2 separate regions of the Mus musculus genome follow, and region 1 is linked to region 2. Evidence: chromatin contacts called from public HiChIP or PLAC-seq data. All regions are on one chromosome and are shown on one strand. Each heading gives the region's core, a stretch centred on a gene start, on an enhancer-like site or on the middle of the called end of the contact. The rest is flanking DNA. Distances are from core to core; before and after follow the strand shown. Region 1 has its middle 34 kb from the start of Plac8. Region 2 holds the start of Lin54 (lin-54 homolog (C. elegans)).

Evidence for each region. HiChIP or PLAC-seq counts read pairs in DNA pulled down with a chosen protein or histone mark.
Region 1: an HNF4G HiChIP or PLAC-seq map of pancreatic cancer cells shows a contact between it and region 2. The contact joins the enhancer-like site here to the promoter of Lin54 in region 2. A contact is called at or near these places in 1 of 484 Hi-C or Micro-C datasets (liver), 1 of 115 datasets of contacts at active chromatin or transcription factors (pancreatic cancer cells) and 3 of 9 other capture datasets (adipose tissue, liver and pancreatic islet).

The regions. Positions count from the first base shown.
Region 1 is chr5:100,604,584-100,607,464 of GRCm38.p6, reverse strand. No RefSeq gene overlaps it. Among named protein-coding and RNA genes, the nearest start is that of Plac8, 34 kb to the right of the region's middle. Within about 2 kb of position 1,279, at least 79 of the 459 cell types and tissues checked have an H3K27ac peak or open chromatin away from gene starts, as enhancers often do. A contact at or near this core is called in adipose tissue, pancreatic cancer cells and pancreatic islet, where this site is marked.
Region 2 is chr5:100,499,340-100,502,200 of GRCm38.p6, reverse strand. Lin54 (lin-54 homolog (C. elegans)) reads left to right here and starts at 1,562. Exons shown (of 13, transcript NM_172714.4): 1 at 1,562-1,700.

The DNA of each region.
Region 1 (2,881 bases), core at 30-2,529, 110 kb before region 2:
AACTATAAAGAAGTGTCTGTGGATGCTCAGCCACAAACGAGAAATCTATATCACACCTCCTCCCCAAGGCTCAGGGCCATGGTGGAGGAGGGGTAGAAAAATTGGAAGAGCCAGAGGTCAGGAAGGACTGGAGTGAAACTGTCTTCTGGACCCCACACGGCCACTGTGCTCATGAGCTCACAGCAGCTGGGGTTCCTACAGAAGATCTATCTGCCCAAGAGTGAGTCTGTCAACATTCCAGCAGAGCTGGAAGTGCTCCTAAGCCCCTCCCCTAACTGAGGAGTGAGCTATGCACAGCTGATGGTTTCTGGGGGAGAGAGAGTCAGTTTCATTAAGGCTGTGGCTCCTGGGGGGTCGCATCAGTTGCTCCAACTGATGGTCTCACACCCAGGAATACAAAGGTAGTGCAAATTAGACCCCACAACTTATTAAAATCAACAAAAATGAACACAAAGTTGGAACATAGGGACGTGGGGGTGAGTCTTGGAAATTTTAAGAAGAATAGGAGTGAATACAATGAAATTTCAGTGAATAAAAAATTTCAAAAAAATCAGTAAGAATACTATTTTAAACATTATCTTCCTTAACTTTTATGTTTTTAAAATATCACTTAATCGAAGTTATAAAACCAGGGAGTGGTGGGACATGCCTTTAATTTGAGTTCAAGTGTGGTCTGGTCTACTGAGCAAGTTCCAGGACAGCCAGGGCTCCACAGAGAAATCCTCTCTCAAACACAAACAAATGAACAAACAGGTTATAAAATGCTTGTGTAAGAAAATAGACTCAAGGGGCCTGCAAGATGGCTTAGCACAGAAAGGCTTTGGCTGCCCAGCCTGAGACCCCGAGTTTGGTCCCTGTAACCCCTGTGCTGAAAAGAGCCAACCAAGTCTGTAAATTATCTTCTGATGTCCACTTGTGTACTACAGCAGGCATGCACACAAGTGATACATATACATACAATAAGTAGGCGTTTTTATTTTTAAAGGAAACGAGACCAGCAACATGCCACGGACGCCGACTGAGTGTGCAGGCAGGCTGTGTACTCTGCTTTCTTTCTGCTTTGGGTATGCTTGAAGCATCCATAAACAGCCCTGCCCACTTGTCAAGCAAAAGACACGACACTGGTGATTTTATTTCCCCTGAAAATGTGTGGTCTTGCTATATAAACAGCCTCATCATCCTGAAAATATGTGCTTTTCCTCCTTCAGAGCCCTAACATGGTATCTGATGCCTCTCTATGTCCTCAAGAGTCTGTCCGCTCTGGGAATCGTTGTCCGGGCTAGCTTAGTCTGCCTGGGCTTTTGTAACAAGCAGCCCTGCCTCCTTCTTCTCTCTGTCCACATGCTTCACAGAGAGGCAGTGAAACAGTCCTTCTGGATCTTGGACCTCCCCTCTGCTCAGAAGAGACTTGTGCGTGGCTCTCTCTCATTTTTCTTCTCTTACAGTCTTTTCTCATTCCCTGGACATCTGGACTCAGGCATATTTTGAATCTGAATCTGGCGAGTGTCCCCTAACATCAACCCCGTACTCTCCCAGGACCATCTGGGCTAGTGGCCAAGGGTTAACTCAGAACAAACAATCCATTAGCGCTGTGCACACTCGAAACCATTAATAAATAGCACGCATGTTCAGAATCTGTTATATGGTATAAAGTACAAATGGGTTTTTATGACAGAGTATTAAAGTGGCGTCTATCCGTCCCTCTCGCCCCTTATCATTTCCCCGGGGTCACAAATAAGATCATGTTTAAATAAAATCAGCAGTGTAGTATCTTTTGCTCGACAAATGGACAGGGCTATTTATGTAAAGATCTGTGTCACATGGCATATTCTTCATGGTGTCACCTGGTCAATGTCAGCATAGTTTCTTCCCAGTAAGAGAATGAAAACTCTCTGGCACATAATTGAGAAAAAATATACATATACATACATACATATATATATATATACATACATATATATATACACACACACACGCACATACACACACACATATATATGTATATATATAATTTGAGTTATATATATATATATACAAATTAATTATATGGAATACTGTAGGAAGTTATGACTTGGTTGAAAATGTTTGAAATTTGTCTGTCTGCAACAGCTACCATAAACAATATAAGTAGGAGCTGAGGTTAGAACACAGTAGCTTGTAACAGGCATAAGAACCATTTGGCACAAGCAGACTCCATTTTTGCTGTTGCTTTGAGACAGGTTCTTAATGTAACTCAGCCAAGCCTTAAACTCGGGAAACTCTTGTTTCACCTTCCCCAGTACTGCGATTACAAGCATATACCATCATGTCCAGTGTGCAGAGTTTTTTTAATCCAGAGTTTTCCCCTTGTCTTTAAACAATTATTTAAAAATAATCTCGATTAGCTGGGCATTGGTGGCACACCTTTAATCCCAGCACTTGGGAGGCAGAGGCAGACAGATTTCTGAGTTTGAGGCTAACCTGGTCTACAGAGTGAGTTCCAGGACAGCCAGGGCTACACAGAGAAACCATGTCTCAAAAAACCAAAAAAAAAAAACAACAACAACAACAACAAATTCTTGCTTAGCAGGGAGCTGGAAAATGGGTCAGCACTTAAGAGCACTGATTGTTCTTCCAGAAGACCCAGTTCAATTCCCAGCACCCACATGGTGGCTCACAACCGTCTGTAACTTACCCATATACTATGCTGCCATATATGCAGGCAAAACACTAATACACATAAAATAAATAAAAAAATTTTAAATATTTTCATAAATTATTGCTGATTAGCTATCTGGTGGTTTTGTTTTGAGTTTCCCATATCTCTGGGATGAGACCTGCCTCAGTGTTCTAATCTGACCCTACATTTGAAAGTAGGGCAAGTGACACAGATGTTAAGGAA
Region 2 (2,861 bases), core at 313-2,812:
CAGGTTAACCTCGAACTCAGAAATCTGCCTGCCTCTGCCTCCCAAGTGCTGGGATTAAAGGCGTGCACCACCACTGCCTGGCTTCTGTTGCTGCTTTTTTGTTTGTTTGTTTTTTTATTTTATTTTATTATTTTTTCTGAGACAAGTTTCTTTGTGTAGCCCTGGTCGTCCTGGAATCTTGATTCAAGGAAAAGAAGGAAACAGTGTGTGTGTGTGTATGTGTCTTACTGAAAGATGCAGGCTGAGTGCTGGGCTCAAACTCCCAATCTTCTTCTTGCTTCAGCCTTTAAAAAGCTAGAATATGGAGGTGGGCCACCCTGCCCAGCTAAAAGCTTTATTTTATTCTTGATTTTATATGAATTGTATTTATTTTTAAGATTTTATTTTCATGCATATCTGTGTATTTGTTTGTGCCCTCAGAGTCGTGAAGAGGATGTTGGATTCCCTGAAACTGGAGTTACAGGCCTTGTAAGTCACCTGGTGTGGGTGCTGGGAGCTGAACTTAGGTCCTTTATAGGAACGGTACCGGGTCCTAACCATGGTCCTAAGCACGGAGACATCTGTCCAGTTCCTTCTAAGAATTATAATATTCAGCACAGTTGTTGAGTGTTATATAATGCATCACTGGATACCACAGTTCTTATATTCACTAATGTAAAACTGTCATTCTCCACATACATTAAACGCTATGTCATGGTGTGAGTTGTTTTGACCAGATTGCTGACACTGATAAGATTGTACTAGTCATTTTAGTCGTTGTAAAAAATCCACAGTAAACCCGGAAATGTTGCCCTTATTCCTTAGGTCCTGTTTTGTAGTAGTGGTATCAGAACTGTGTCAGCTTGGTGGAAGGAACTCAGAATTTTTCTACCAAGGTGAGGTGTGGAGGTGGGGGTTATCTAAATTTGGGGCCTCAGTCTCTCTGCCTTTTTTCTTCTAGTGATGCCCCCACAGTACCCCCAGGAATACTTGGTTGGAAAGCGATACCTTTAACTTATCTCCCGCCTCCTTCGTGTGGTTCCCCAGGTAGTTTCACGTTGTAAGGCCTTTTTAAAATTTAATATATATTTTTTATTTCTTGGATTTATAAATATCCCAGGAAATGAGATGACTGAATGCAAAGAATCCATATGTATCAGTATAAGGTGTGTTGCAAGACAAATTATCAAAAACTCCCTTTCAAGGTAACTCTGCGTGCTCTCTCAGGAGCTTTTAGGAGCCCCTTGCAACGTTCACGTCTAAACCCCAACAGATTTATTAACATTTGAGAAAGGATGCGGACTCTCTCTTCACTCAGGCGCATCACCAAGCGGGGGCGCGCTGGAAACCGCACTGACCGAGGTTTAGTCACAAAGCCAGAAGCACGAACCCACTTGGAGTTCCCCGCCTTCCCTTTGACGGAGGCCCCAGGAGCAGTCACGTGGAACCCCAGAGCGCTCCCCCAGCCCTGCGCAAAGACGCGACTCGGGTTGCCAGGGGGCGGAGCAGGGGCGCGGAAGGGGCGGGGCTCGGGCCGCCGGCGGGGGCGGGGCGGCGCGCGGGCGGGGCGGGGCGGCCCGGCGTATTATGGGATGCGGCGGTGGAATGGCGCTGGGCGTGATTTTGAACAAACCCGGGTCTGTGTTTCGGAGGCGCCGCCGCCGCGGCTGCTGGGAGCCCGGGGAGCGCGGCGCGAGAAGGAGGCGGCGCCGCCGGCTCGGGTGAGTGTCAGCTCCGGAGACCCGGGCTGAGCGGCGGGGACCGGCGCCGGGCCCGCGCTCGGGGCGAGCGGCGCGCGGGCGGAGAGCGCGGCGGCGGCTCCGGGCAGCCGGGCGGTGGGCCGGTGGGCCGCGGCGGACCGAGGGTTGTCGGGGCGCGGCGCGAGCGGCGGGCGCCGGAGAGCGCGGCTGTCAGTCGGCGGGCCGGCGCCGCCCGCCCCGCGCTCGGGAGGAAGGGCTGGGCGGCTGTTGACAGGCTCTCGGCGCGGCCCGGGAAGCGGCTGCCGGCCCCGGGCTTCTGGGAACCTGTTTTGCTGCTGTGTCATTTCGTACCAGCGCCTCCTTTCGCTGCTGCCCGGCGCCGCGTTCTTCCTACGCCCCTTTGTATGGACTCTTCTGGGTGTGTGTCCGTTTCCCTCGCGAAGCCCACCAGCCAAATGTCATAGTGTCCCCGCGGTGCACGGGGGAAGGGAGCGGGCTGGGACTCAGCCTGGTCAAGCAACGGTAAACAACCATCCGAGTGCCGGTGGACCCGGCTGTTGGTGGGGAATAAAGTTGAAAGATGGAGAAACTGGGAACCCCTTCCACGCTCAGCCTCTAGCGGGCTCTCGGTAGAAACGCGCCGGGAGTGGGTGGGAGACAGCCCTTGACTAAGCCTGAGCCTGCTGACTTTTATATGGAGGTGTCATTCAAACAAGGTAGGGAAATGAAATGGCTTCTGCTTCTTCCTTATTCTTAGGGAAACTTAAGACAGTAGATTAGCCTTGTCCACAACCCTGAGATTCAGCTTGCTGGTTTCTGTTAGGTCTTTAAGAGCTTATAGTATGACTGAATGATAAAGAATAAAGCTTTTGAACTGGCAATTAGTAAGGCTTTCTGAAGTCAAACAGCTAACTTTTGGAGGATGCTGGTCCTATTAAGCCTTGCAGCTTATATGTTCTTAATTCCTTACATGATTAATTACTTCTATTCCCTCTTGGGTGCTTATTAGACTACACCATGAGAGGAACTGGAAGGGGGTGGGAGATGGATAGGTTGTTCCGGAATCTTGTTCTAAAGCAAGCTGTTTTTTTCCCCCCTCTGCATTGAACAAGTGTTATCAGCAGCAGATGGTTTTTAATTTGGAAACTTAGATCCTAAAGTCAGTTGGCAAAGGGTTCTAGC